Linked DNA regions of Mus musculus: region 2 is linked to region 1. A link is a contact called in public Hi-C data. All regions are on one chromosome and are shown on one strand. Each heading gives the region's core, a stretch centred on a gene start, on an enhancer-like site or on the middle of the called end of the contact. The rest is flanking DNA. Distances are from core to core; before and after follow the strand shown.

What was found. A called contact is a pair of places that touch in the nucleus more often than the background predicts.
Region 2: a contact with region 1 is called in a Hi-C map of adipose-derived mesenchymal stem cells, with 2.5 times the contacts expected there. The contact joins the enhancer-like site here to the promoter of 4930455H04Rik in region 1. A contact is called at or near these places in 2 of 39 promoter capture datasets (cranial neural crest and hippocampal neurons), 1 of 484 Hi-C or Micro-C datasets (adipose-derived mesenchymal stem cells) and 1 of 115 datasets of contacts at active chromatin or transcription factors (astrocytes).

Annotation. Positions count from the first base shown.
Region 1 is chr3:116,966,445-116,973,159 of GRCm38.p6, forward strand. 4930455H04Rik (RIKEN cDNA 4930455H04 gene) reads left to right here and starts at 1,823. Exons shown (of 3, transcript NR_040596.1): 1 at 1,823-2,155; 2 at 3,759-3,832. It overlaps Palmd (palmdelphin), which reads right to left and starts at 2,508. Exons shown (of 8, transcript NM_023245.3): 1 at 2,054-2,508. The coding sequence starts at 2,098. Gm52613 (a long non-coding RNA gene) reads left to right here and starts at 578. Exons shown (of 2, transcript XR_003954544.1): 1 at 578-828; 2 at 1,282-1,572.
Region 2 is chr3:117,807,113-117,814,425 of GRCm38.p6, forward strand. The region is part of intron 7 of Snx7 (sorting nexin 7); the gene reads right to left. Among named protein-coding and RNA genes, the nearest start is that of Gm52614, 45 kb to the right of the region's middle. Within about 2 kb of position 2,054, at least 5 of the 459 cell types and tissues checked have an H3K27ac peak or open chromatin away from gene starts, as enhancers often do. A contact at or near this core is called in adipose-derived mesenchymal stem cells, where this site is marked.

The DNA of each region.
Region 1 (6,715 bases), core at 573-3,072:
TCCCCTCTAGGTGGTGACAAATGTGACTGAGCCCTGTGAGGTGCAGGCTTATGGAAATTCGTTCCTATAAACTTTTGCCAGTTTTTACCCTACAGGCTTTAAGCAAGAATTTTACTTTCAAGCTAAGTTTTGTGACTGTACCTCCAAGACTTAATTAACTCTAAAGGGATATGTTTGGGCTCGTGGGATAATTTTTAAAAGTTTATTAATTTTAACAGTGAAAGTATCTCTATATTCAGGAACCTGCCTACCTACTCAATTCCTTTTAAGGCATTTTGATCTTCTATATCTAATTGCACCTGAAGCCTCAGTGAAAATTCCTTGGCTTTCTGAATAACTCTCAGCCGCCATCTACTTGGACCATGCCCTAGTTCACTAAATGCTCTAAGCTGCAAACCACACTTAGCAAGACCTTAAAATAAGATGTTCCCCAGTTCAGTAGCAGAGACACAGAAGAAGGTGTCTGTGTGCATCACCGAGTCAACTGTTTCATTTGGTTATCCGGGAGGTAAAGCCGTGGGGAGAAATGGAACCTAGTTGTGAGCGACTCACACGGCCCAGTGAAGTAACCTTTAGCCAACAGCTGTAATGTGAAAGGGCCATGCCAAGAACAACAGAGCACAGTGGAGTTCCTGTCCCTTCTAGGAGGACAGCTGAAGCTGTGGCCGGATTTAACAACAAAACAAAACAAACAAAAATCCAGGCCAAGGTTTTTAAGATGAAAGGAAAAAATACAGTAATTAGAATTCAGAAATTAAAAAGTACTCTCTATAGAAAGGTGCCCAGGCTGCTTAGTGGACTCTTGGCTCCTTTTCACTGGTGAAGAAAGTAGGTTTTTATTTATCCTTTCTGGGTAGGAGGGAAAAAACCCCCGCTATATTCCCTTAGTGTGTGTGTGTGTGTGTGTGTGTGTGTGTGTGTGTGTGTATGCACAACAAAACCTAAATTAGGATTTGCTTAATTAATTGTGAGAATTTGAGGAGCAAAGAGTTGGATAACCTCCTATCTACCTTGATTTAGTGTCAGTTTTTCAGAAAGTAGTTACTTCTTTTTTGACGGTTAATTTCAGTGTCAGAAAATGTGACGCACAGGGGTGTGGATTTGCCAAGTTGCTTTTCCTTGCAAAAATGCTATCAAAAGTTACAGCTAATAACGATAGATGACCAGGTCAGGGACTTCCAGGTTATCGTCACATACAGCAGTTTGGAAGCAAATGAGAAAAAGAATGGTATCATTTAAGAAAAGTGACTCATTTCTTGCTTTGATTTTTTTTTTCCCCAGAACAAACATCAAGTGTACTACTTTTCTTCCCGGAATTAGGGAAATATTTTCCAAGTCCATCTTGTGCATGGCTCCTGTATTGAGACCTTATTCGGACTATGTCTGTCCTTCTGTACTGGAAAACTGATCTGCGAGAATTACTCTGATGCGTGCCTTCGCTACTTTTCTTCTGTTTTAATACTTCGCATATATATATATGCATACATACATACACCAAGCTTTGCTTTAATTCAGTTAGGTTTGTCTGGAATATACTTTGACACATGAATAAAAATGTTTCCGATTTTCTTCCTTTTGATCTACCTCTTTAAAAAAAAACTTTTGGGGGTTCTATTCATTGCTTTGAAAAGTTTTCCAGTTAGGCATCTATAAGAACATTTGTCCGATAGAAGGAATTTGAAGAAAAAACCCTAAACTTCAGATATCCACAGAAGGTGAGGAGAGTTTACAAACTATTTATAAAAACAAGCAAACAAGCAAACAACCCTTGATTATCGTTTAGAATGCAAACACCATCTGTAAATTCCAGAACCATTTCCCTGGATCTCAGGTTCTGAAGCCCCAGTGTCATGGAGGGTCACAAGGGTTAAGAGAAGCAGACCAGAGTCCACGAAGGCTTAGTTCTGTTTCTCTACTTGGAAGGCCTGGGAGACAAGGACAGCTAGCAACGTCGCCTGTGCCGGTGCCGGTGCCGGTGCCGGTGCCGGTGCCGGTGCCGGTGCCGTTTGTCTAAGCAACCACCTTACTGACTTAAAACTCTATGTAGACTTACAGTGATGGCCTGGAGTCTTCCCTTCACCAGCTCAGCTTCTTCCATTCTAGAAGTCAAGGACAGGCAGACGCTGAAGGAAGTCCAAAGCTACCATAAATCAAGGTGCGTCCTTGGAGAGGGGAGCTGGAGATGACAGAAGAGACACGGAGAGAAATCCGCTCTTTGCAGCAGGGAGAGAGGAAGAGAATTCCGAACTGTCAGGAGCGGAGCGGCTCAGAGCCCATGCACAGATGAGGCCAGACAGACACATGTAATGAGGGTGCACTGGGGAGGCAGACGCTGAGGCTGCTGGCACGAGTTGACTGACAAGTTTGAACGGCAGCCGCACAAGCCCTTTTCCTTCAGGGGCTGCCAGCTCTTTGTTGTGCTGTGCACGGTTAGCGAGACACATTTTCTTATTAACTGTTCCTTACCCAAGTCATTATTTTCCAGGAGTGGCGCAGGGAGCTGCCGTGCTGAGTGTCGGGGTCCGGGCAGCCCAGGTTTTCCTGTGAGCCTGTGTGTGTTTAAAGTTATCTCGCTTAGTTTATCTCGGGGGGGGGGGGGGGATGAGAGAGAGAGAGAGAGAGAGAGAGAGAGAGAGAGAGAGAGAGAGAGAGAGAGAGAGAAGTGCTAAGTCACTTGTTTGTTATCTCCCTCTGCTTGGCTTTAGGTAATGGTGATGGCTCCTTTAGTAACCGAAGAACCCTTAGAGTAGAATATTTGCATCAAGCTCAGCTCCCCTCTCAAAGTCCCACCGCAGGCAGCCTTCTGACAGAGACCTTAGACTCTTAGGTCTTGGAAAGCAAAACAAAACAAAACAAAACAAAAAAACCCAAAGGTGTTAACGTGATGATTGATGTTGGATATCTGGGGACTGCAGCACCTTTTTTGGACCCCATTCAAAAAAAACAAAAAACAAAAAACAAAAAACAAAACAAAACAAAACAAAAAAACAAACCCCGACAATCTTCAATTTCAGGAAGGTGCCCATTTTGACAGCCTGAAGTTATGCAAGAGCAAGGAGCGAGCCTGTGAAAGTGTGCCCTGGGTGGACAGTCCCTGCCCTTTAAGGAAGGCAGTGAACCCCGGGGAAACTCAGGTCAGAGCAGAGCCCAGGAAGCTTTGCAATGGACTTTGTTTTCTTTTTCCCACCTATTCTTTAAGTGCATGTTGATGTGGTGAGCCCCAATTACCATCCACCACATTATTATGTGTTTGGATCAGCCCTTTAATATCACCATTCAGGCAGGGAGGTTAAATAGACAAGGCTGACACTGAACACACTGGCGTACATTTCTTTGTGCTTTTGATATTTGTTATAGTAGTAGCTAATATTTGTCCATAGACAAATGCATCTCATCTTATTTATCTTAGGGGTGTTGAGAGATAGGTGCTATTATTCCTATTTTAAAATGAGGCAACAGGCTCAGGGAGATCATTTGCCACATGGCTAATAAGTAGCAAAGCCAGGATGGGGATGTCAGCTGTCTGACTTTGTAAAGCCATTCATCAAGCAATGCCCAAGGGCACTGGGCAAAGAGAGACACGGGCTGAAGGTTAAATCAATCTTCATGCGGGAGCTGGACCAAGCCTCCTCCTCTGCCAAACTCCCGGAGATGCTTATAGACGGATAGGAAAACTCTAGGTAGAACCTTGTGTTATTCTATTCTGCAGAAACGTATAGACCTTAGATTGCTTCATACTTTTATTTGGATCTCCCCAGCCACAGAGGCCACACCCTGAGCCAGTCACCGGAAGAACAAGATTATCGCTTTCAAGAATCTGAAATCACAAAGGGTTAGTATTTAGAATATAGAAAGAACATCAAAACTTAGGCACCAAAGAAATAAGGTTGTCCATTGATAAATGGACCAATGATCTAAACCAAAGAAACACAATTCAAAGGAAGAAATTGGCCAGCGGGTATCTGAAAAGGTGGTCAACATCTCTTGCCATCAGGGAAATTCAAATCACTGGAGTGAGCTGGTTACTATCAAGAAAATGGAGAAATGGCAACAAATCTAGGAAAGATGTGGGGAAGAGGAAACACCTGATACTGGTGGTGGGATTGTGAACTGGTGTGGCCATAGGAGAAATCAAATGGGGAGGTTTGTTACAAAAAAATAGAATTACCATATGATCCAGCCGTTCTGCTCCTGGAGATACACCTGAAGGATGCCAGATCCCACTCTTAGGACACTTGTCTATCCATGCTTAATGCAGTTCTTTTCATAGTAGCGAGAACATGGAATCAGTTTCCATGTCTGTCAACAGATCAATGGATAAACAAAATGTGGCATTTTATTCAGTTGTGGATAACTGAATAACAAAGTTAGGAAATCTGCAGGAAAATAAGTGGAACTAGAAAACATTGTTTCATGCAAAGTAACCCAGGCTCAGAAAGACAAATACTGTATATTCTCTCTCATATGGGAACTGTGGCCTCTAACTGTTAAATATGTGTAAATACAGATGGGCGTCAGCAAGGATAAGCATGAGGAAAATAGGAAGGGCTCTGTCTCAGTTACTGCTCTGCTGCTGAGAAGAGACACCAAGGCCAAAGCAACTTATACAAGATTTATTGGGGGCTTGCTCATAGTTTCAGAGGGTGAATTCATGACTATCATGGCAGGGAGCACGACTGCAGGCAGCCATGGCACTAGAGGAGTAGCTGAGAGCCTACATCTTATTCACAGGCTCTAGGTAATTAGAATAAGACGGAGGCTGAGGTGGGCTTTTGAAACCATAAAGTCCTCCCGCTTCACCCCTCCCAAGTGATACACCTCCTTCAACAAGGCCACACCTCCTAAACCTTCTAAAAACAGACCACCAATTTCAGACCAAGCATTCAAATATATGAGCCTATGGAGGCCATTCTTACTCAAACCACAGCTCCTATATGGCGCAGGGAAGAAGGTGAGTGGAACGGGAGAGTGCCAGAGAAGAAAGGGCACTGCAAAGACGGGGTGTCAGAGAGATGGGGAGAGGGAATGGGGAGGTGGGGAACAATCAAAAGGAATTACATTTGAAGACCTTGTATGGAAATATATTACTTGGTAAGCTAATATTAAAAAATTAAAATAAAAAAAGAGTCTGGGAGCTGGAGAGATGGCTCAGCAGTTAAGAGCACTGACTGTTCTTCCAGAGGTCCTGAGTTCAATTTCCAATAACCACATGGTGACTCATGACCATCTGTAATGGGATCGACCCCCCCTCTTCTGGTGTGTCTGAAGATAGCAACAGTGTACTCACATATATAAAAATAAATAAATATTTAACAACAACAAAGAACAAGTATTGCTCTTCCAGAAGACCTGAGTTTGATTCCCAGCACCCATGACAGGGGCACACATTACCTGTCACTGAAAACCCAGGAGAGCGGACATCACAGGCCTCTCTGCAGGTATCTGCACTCATGTGCACACTCACATACCCCACCATACATGTGATTAAAAACATATTTGACAAAGAGTCAGAAATCATACTTGAGAAAAGTTATGTTTTGTTTTTCCATTCTCAAGAGACATTTAGGAGTAGAGAATAAGAGATCGAATTAATTAGGAAGGGATCAAATTTGATTATTGCTGGACAGATGTTTAAACAAACAATAACAAACAAAACAACAACAACAAACCATCAAATCTTCAAAGCTTTTGATTTTGTTTATCTGCAGACCCTGACTGATGTTAAGGACAAGAAAGCAGACAAGTATCTCAGTCAGAATTCGGCATTTACTTGCCAAAATTAATGGGCAGTCATCCAATTAATAATCTGGATCTCTTCCTACAATCAATTTATCTCCCAGATCTCATTCCTGCAAAGGTTTTTCTATGGGGGCTGGGGGCTGGAGGGAGGGAAACAAGAGGAATTCAGGAGGAAGCTGAGAGATATTGTGTTTATTCATTCACATAATTGACATTGTTAAAACTGATAATATTTTTGAAGTTCACTCAGTCTTTCATCCTGACTTTGTTTATCGAGTGGTCATCTTGTACTACTGTGCTAGCTAGGTGTTTGAGATTCTTAAGCAAACCAAATTCTTCCTCTCTAGAAATTTATATTCTAGTAAGCAATAAAAACACCAAATATAATATGCAATATATAAGGGGATTGTATTATTCTGGATTCTCTGAGACTCAAATGCCAAGAAAGGGTACATGGACAAGACTTTATTATGAGAAATGAGTATATGAGAGGAGGCTGGGAACCAAGCAGAAAAGGCTGGAGCTGGAACAGTTTGGGAATCTGAGTGGAAGGGAGAGGGAAAGTTGTATGGGAGCAGCTGACTCTGCAGGGCGGGCTAAGGAACATTGGCCATGGCACTTGAGAGTGCTAGAGCCAAAGTTAACTATCAGGGTGGTCCTGGGTCTTTCAGGAATGAGCTCGTGTTAGTGTTTCTGCCATCGTCAATGCCTGTCTGGGAGTAGCCTTGGGAAACACGGCTTAGATGCAAACCCAGAGAGCAGTAAATGAGACTCTTGCTCAGTCATGTTTCTGTACTCAATGTCCACGAAATAGTGATACTGCTGTAGAGAAAAGAGGGTGGAAGAGAATGAAGACTTCAGTTTAGAACTGAGTGGTTATGATAGCTTAGATAAGAGGGGAGCATTTGAATAAGACCTTAAAGGGAAGTGGGAGTGAGTCATGAAGGCACCAAGTACAAGAATATATCAAGTAAAG
Region 2 (7,313 bases), core at 804-3,303, 840 kb after region 1:
TTCCTTCTTGATTGCCATAAGGTGAATAGCCCTCCCCAGGACATGGTGTTCTGTCTCACCATAGTCCCAAAGCAAAAAGGCCACATGACTATAGCTAAAAGTTTCTGGAGGAGTGCTGGAAACTGGCCACTACCCATGGTTTTTCACTTTCTATTTTTACTCTTGAATGCTGTTTTAATTTCTTCTAGAATTAACAACAACATATACACAGTGCTAGTACATTTGTACATAATCAAAACACGGGTTCTATAAAATAAATGCTCATATCATTACAATTCACAAGTAGATAAAACTGCATCTATTTGTTGATTATAACCTCTGATATAATCATTTGTTTTGAGTTGTTACAATATCAGGGTTATATGAAAATTGTAAACATTTTACCTTTTCTAAGTAGTCTGAACAATATTCATGCTTAATGAAATAGAATCATTAAATCTGGTAAACTTAGAATCGAACCCATTTCAGAAATGTAAACAAGGTCAGAAAAACCTTCTACGCACAGTGACTAGGTTATAGGAAATATGATATGAGAGTAACTTTAATTTTGTCTATTCAAAGCCCCCAAAGAAGCCTTCCATGGTGGTATACACCTGCAATCTCAGCACTGTTAGGGCCAAGCAACACAAATGGCAGTGCTGCTAAGCATGTGTCTTAGATGAAGGCCTGGACTGATCTCAGACAGGATTCTTACAAGATAAACGAATAGTACTAGAAAGGCTGGTTTTGTTCCCCCAGGAAAGCTGCTACTTCCCTTACCTACCCCTTATCTAGAGTCAACGACCTGGGGAAGGGCATCCAGTTCCTGGTTAAGCCTAACAACCTGTGACAGATCAAGAGTCCTATGCTAACCCTCAGGCTGCCCTGCTCTCCCCCTACCGCCCATGCCACCTCTCCCATGACACTCACAAGGCTTTCCCCACTAGTTGTTGTCCTCTGTTCTCTGAGGCAGCCTGGCAATTTGCTCTCCCAATACACATTTCTTTCTACCTGTAGAGTCGTCTAGTTCATAGATCTTGCTGCGTCCTTCCCTTATAGGCACTTAAGAGACCTGACACCAGAGGACTGACACCAGTTCCAAGCTGCCCTGGATTACACATTGAGGTCCTGGCTACACAGTGAGAGACCTTCTTTCATACCAAAACTCCAAAGGAAAGTGTGTGTGTGTGTGTGTGTGTGTGTGTGTGTGTGTGTGTGATTAGAGAATTCAGAAGCAGCTCACTTCATCAACTTAAGGGATACAGATAAGGGGCTGGAGAGATGCTCGATCATTGAGAGCCATGTCTGCTCTTCCAGAGGACCTGGGTTTGATTGCTAGAACCCCAAATGGCAGCTCACAACCTTCTGTCATCCCAGTGCCAGGGAATCCCAGGCCCTAGGGAGGGCCCCTGGGAACTCCAGGAGCAGATACAGTTAGTACAGAGGTATACATTTGGGAAATCATCCTTACACATAAAATAAAATATTTAAAAAAGAAAAGCATATACTGAAAAAGATGTAATGGTCTCTGTTCACTTTGTTAATAAATACACTATACAATGATCAGGGCACATGGTAGATGTTATAAGAAATAAAACCAATACAATAACCACAAAGTTTCTCGAGGCACATAAGAGATACTATTAAAATAGGATTTCTCAATTGTGGAGTTCTTTGTACCGGGATAATAAAGAGGGAATAAACTGCATTTTTCACTCAAGAATTTTTTTTTCTGACAGGAGAATATGAACAAACTGTAGCAAACTTGGAACATACTTTCTGATAATTATTATTCTTGAAAAGCAAAACTAAAGTCTGGTGAGGCCTGAGAATTTACAACATCACAGAGAAAAAAACCAAATAAAATAATGGGGGCGGGGAATTAGACACCAAGATAAGTCAACCACTTTTATCACCCTATTGCCAATTAAGGTTTATTTGATGACTAAATTTAGTTATTTTTAAATGATGTAAGAGGAAGCCATTATGGAGAAAATAAAACAAGCTTGGGGTTTGTGTTCTATTCCATCATTTGTATGAGTCCCAGGAGGAGCTGGAAAGTCCCTTCACTAGCTTGTCGGAGTGGACATTATTGTTTATTTCCTTCAATCAGCCTAAGATTGTCTGGAGGATTATTCTACAATTCCAGTGACTAAGGAAGCACTGCTCCCCAGACCCCGGCACAGTATCGTCTTCTGCTCATTGTGGCATAAGATTTGTGCCACAAATACAGTGCAGTGGAGAGAAGAAAGTGGCTAAATCCTAGCGCATTAGTCACATTTACTAAAACACAACACCGGCCTCCCCTTTGCATGGCCTCATGGGAGCTTTTACACAACTGTGGTCTCTTAAGTTGTTTTAACAGTTATTAATGTTTTCAGCACTTTGTCTCCCAAGTCCTAAAGCACCCTGAGTCTTTTTTCCTTAAACCCCAAACCCTGATTTGAAGTGGAACTAACTCAGAAGTCTACAGAATCTGACTCCTTTTCACTAACGACTTTTATAACTTTTAATTCTGTTACATTTTTAAAAAGATTTACAAAACATATATCCATGCAAGTACAACTAATGGATATAGATCTTTTATCCACACTCTTTTAGAACATTTTTGCTGCTAAAATGCAGGCTCTTACTCTATTTAAAAACAAGAAATTAAATATTGGTTTTAGCAGGAAATGCTCCTTCCTATACAGATCTTTATTTTAAAATGCCTACTGTGAGTTAGGCATAGGTCCACCCACATCAAGGGATCAAGAACAAATGTAAGGAAAAAGGAGGGTCCTTGTCATTGGGAGCCAGCTTTCTAGGAGAGACTTAATATCCATATTATACCTTTACTTCCCAAAGATATTCAATATGGCTCCAAATTGCCATGTGATGAAATTAAGGCACATGAAAACACATAAGTAGTAAACAATCAAAGGTAATCAAACTCAGAGGTGATGACATCATTAGCATAATGCTTCTTCATGCTCAGGGTTCTCCCAAGGGTGAGGGAGAAAGGTGTCTGTGTGCTGGGCAGGTGAAGCACCTGCCTAGTTGATAATATCTCCACCCTCGAGGACATGCGATTGGCTACAGGACTGACATTCCTCATTTAGTGTCCACTTCCCTTGGCTGACTTGCTTAGCATGTTAACAAGTTAGTTTTGCTTCATTCTCCCAAGTTTTTGTCTAAAATTTAAAACTGCATAGTCACACAAGAGATACTAATGATTTAAACTACAAGGCTCTGAGGTTCTAGGAGTCCAGTCCTGACTAAAAACTTCACAGGGTAAATTTCCTAATCTATAATCTATAAAATAAGAAAGCAGTACTTACTCCACAGGATCTTATGGAATATGCTAGCAACATGCCTGGGACCCAAGCTTTTTTTTTTTTTCTTTCCCTTTTCTAACTTTTTAGTATGTGTGTATGTCTGTGTGTGTGTGTGTGTGTGTGTGTGTGTGTGTGTGTGTGTGTTTTAACTCATGCACCCCAATCTACTCATCTCCCCTAAACATGTCAACTGACATCAGTCCAGACCAAGGACATCCACCTGTCCTTTGGTGGTAACAGACTCCTGCTGCTGCAGGGCCATGCACAAACCCAGACATGGTCCCCAGTAACAGCACTGGCTAGGACCCCACCATGGTCTCAGGTAGCATCATAGGCTACCCACACCAAGCTGTTCCTTACTACACATGTTAGTGTTAGATACCCACAGAAGAGACTATGAAAGGGCATCCTCTGGGTACTGAGATAGGTACTTGTAGAGGCTGAACCACTCTCTACTCGGGTCTGCAGATTTCCAATGTATAACTTACAAAGCGGATAAAAGCTTCCACTTGCCCTTTCTGAAATGGAAACTTACAGGTTCTTTGGAAAGGCAGTTGGGTTGGATAGTGATTTGCTGGGACAAACACTTGAAGGGATATTTTCCTGAACTGGACACAGGTGAAAGGCTAAGGCAGACTCATGAAGAAATATTTTGCTGAAGCAGACACAGGAGAAAGGGCATCAGCTGAGACAGATGTACCAGCTGAGTCACGACCCGTGGATGGGGATGTTTGGAGGAATATAAAAAGGGATTCAACAGACAGTGTTGGCTGCCTAGGAGCTTGGCTTGCTGGTACAGCTAGCTGCGAATGCTTGTTCGTCTCGCATCTTTGCTGATCTTCCCTTCACTGAGAGAAGCACAGGTGAGAACTTCTCCTTGGGTTCCTGCTGGTTCCTCCTGCTGACTAGTGCTGAGGCCTGGCTGTCTCTTCTAGGTTGGGTCATAGATGCTGCTAACCTGACTCTGCTGAACAGGACTGCTGATATATCTGTGAGTGTTTGTGAGTAGATCAGATCGAGCAGCTGCTTTTGACCTGTGAAGAGAACTGCTGATTTCCAGACAGTACAGATGGGAACTGCTCCAAAGAACCTTGCTAAACAGGTCCACCCCCCAACACCCCTCCCCCCATATCCTTTCTTTTCCATTACCTTTAGTGGGTGGTGGACTAAAGGGGAGGTTAAAGCATTTAAGAACCATCATTAAAAATTAGGGTTTGAAAAAAAATTAAAGTTAGAATTTTCTTTCAGTTTTTTCCTTCTGTGGACACCTTGGATTGAGTGGAGACACTCATGTGAAACTCAAAAACCAAGTTCTCAAGGGCTGGCTGTGAAAACACAGGGCGAGGGTTCAGATCTCAGCATCCACATAAAAAGCAGAGATTGGCCAGACAAGCTCATATTGTAGGTGGTAGAGACTGAAGGCTGCCAGCCTCACTATAGGTTCCATGAGAGACCCTACAGAGACTAATAGAGCAGAACACCCGAAGGTCCTAGTCTCTGTATCCAGGCCTGTGTACATGTATACATACACCTAGCACAAATACTAATACATACTGAATTAGAAAAACAAATGTGTGAAGCTGGAGAGCTTTTAAGAAATGCAAAGCTTGCATTCAACACTGGTGTGCCTGAGGTTTACTGGGGGAAGGGGGTGCGTTCTGGATCCTTTACATGACAGAAATTAAACTGTTCTGACAACCTAAAAACTTTGAACTATATGTAACATTAAACCATGTGTCAGAAGAACATGTGTTTCCTGAGTTATAACTTTAATAAATAATTTATATACTTCAGCATTACAATTCTAGAGGAGTTAATTGCCTTGACTGACTCCAGTGCTATCAAAACATCTGTTATATAAATATGAGTAGATGGGCCAGTGAGACGGTGCCTCAGGAAAGCACGTGCTGCGGAGGCCAATGGGCTAAGCTCAGTCCTCATGACCCACATGGTGGGAATAAAGAATCTATTGACTTAGGTTGTCCTCTGAAGCACAGGTGGATCGCAAGTGTATAATAGCATGCTTGTGCTCTGGGGCAGGGGATGGGGGGTGCTTCCCTACAGTTTATGTCCACAGATTACCTTTCTTCAATACCTATGGTCTATCATTGTTTTTAAAAAAATATATTCTTTTGCCTGTTCTTGGGACCTTTTTCCTTCCAGAAGGCTGCCTTGCCTCAGCACAAGGGCTTTTGCCTTGTCATACTCTATCTTGTTTTGTCATGTTTGATTGTTGTCTTTTGGAAGCTTGCCCTTTTTTGAAGGGAAATTAAAGCCTTAAGGATCTTGGGGAGAGGGTGGTGGAGAGGAGCTGGGAGGGGTGGACGGTGGGGAAACTGGTCAAGCTGTAATGGACAAGAGAAGATTCTAGTCTCAATTAAAAAAGAAAAAGAAAAAATAATAATGTAGGGGAAATTATACCTGCTTCTCAGAGAGAGAAGCATTAGTATTGCCTATTAAATCATCAAACCTTTAACACATGATTCCTGATTTTATAATGTCCTATATTAAAAGTAAACATAACTTATCTTCATTACATCATTGACTCAGAGACACACTAACATGGTTGGGGAAAGCCTATGGCTACAATGCTACACAAGGGACCACAGGTAACTAAGGAATACTGAGGATGGGAGAGAGTCTTCTGGCTATCCAATAATAAAAGGGCCACCTTGAAACAAAGTAACATTATACAGACCAAGCATGTTGTACTTAGGAATATATGTATATACACATACATACATACAGACAGACAGACAGACACACACACATATACTCACATAGACTATGCTCTTTCTTTCACTCTCCCTCCCTTCATCCATTCTCTACCCACAGTTGTTATCTCAGGATATGAGCTCTCAGCTACTGCACCAATGCCATGTATGCCTGCCTGCCGCTCCACCACGATGGTCATGGCATCTTCTCATAGTAATAGGAAAGTAACCAAGATGTATAGGGATCAAACTTATGAAGGAAAACGGCTCGAAAGCATTTACTTTAGAACCAGGGGCAATACAAGAGTTTTCTGTTGCTAATAACCATTCCTTTCTTTGACGTGTCCTTTCCTTTCCTTATGTAAGCTCTGCCCAGGGGTGGCTGCCTTCCTTTTGAGCCACAACCTTCAGTCCGCTGTGGCCATCAAGTTAGGGGAGACCCATTGCTTAGTTTCCCTTTATTCCCAAGGGAATTGGAATAGAAACTGTAAGAGAAGATTATTTACAGTTTGGGGGAAAAATATGAGTAAAAGAACCCAGCTTCTCTCACCATCCCCGGTGACAGTCTTACAACTCACGGACAAGCTTGACATGAAAACTCAAAGCTATGTCAACGTCCTAGGAAGCTTGTCCATTACTGGGAAGGGAACAACAGTGGACCAGTTCGCTTCCCATCTCTGTGCTCAGCACACAGGTCTGATACATTCTGACCTCCACCATCTTCCCTTTGTTACATGGGAATTACAGGAAACTGTAGATTGAAGGATTAATCTTGAGAAGGGAAATGCCTGCCTTGCTTCCCTATTATGTCTCTAAGAATTTCTTAATACCCAAAATTACCATAAAAACTTAAAGTGTGAATGATCCTATCCATAAGAGCACATAACACCAAATTTTCAATAAAATAATATAATTTGAGAATTATTATTCTTAACTCAAAATATCTCTGTTTTCTTTTCTAAATGACTTCTGTATGATTTCCTTTTATGGAAAAGGAAAAGCCCAGACACTCAACTTATTCAAATGTTAAAACCCTCTCCTCACAATAAGACAAGCCGAGGAAATTATCATTTGGAAAAGTTCTTGAAAAATAACATACCTAAATAAAAAGATTTAGATTGCCACTCTATCAGAAGACAATAGATAACTCAAAAATTAAATTCTAATCTGACAGCTACCTCTCCTTAACAAGCACTAATTAAATTGCAGGAGAGAAGAGGGCTCTTAACAATAAAATTGTATTATTTTCTGATTCATACGAGAGGTAAGATGTGTCTGAAGAAATTAAATGCTTGATTATACA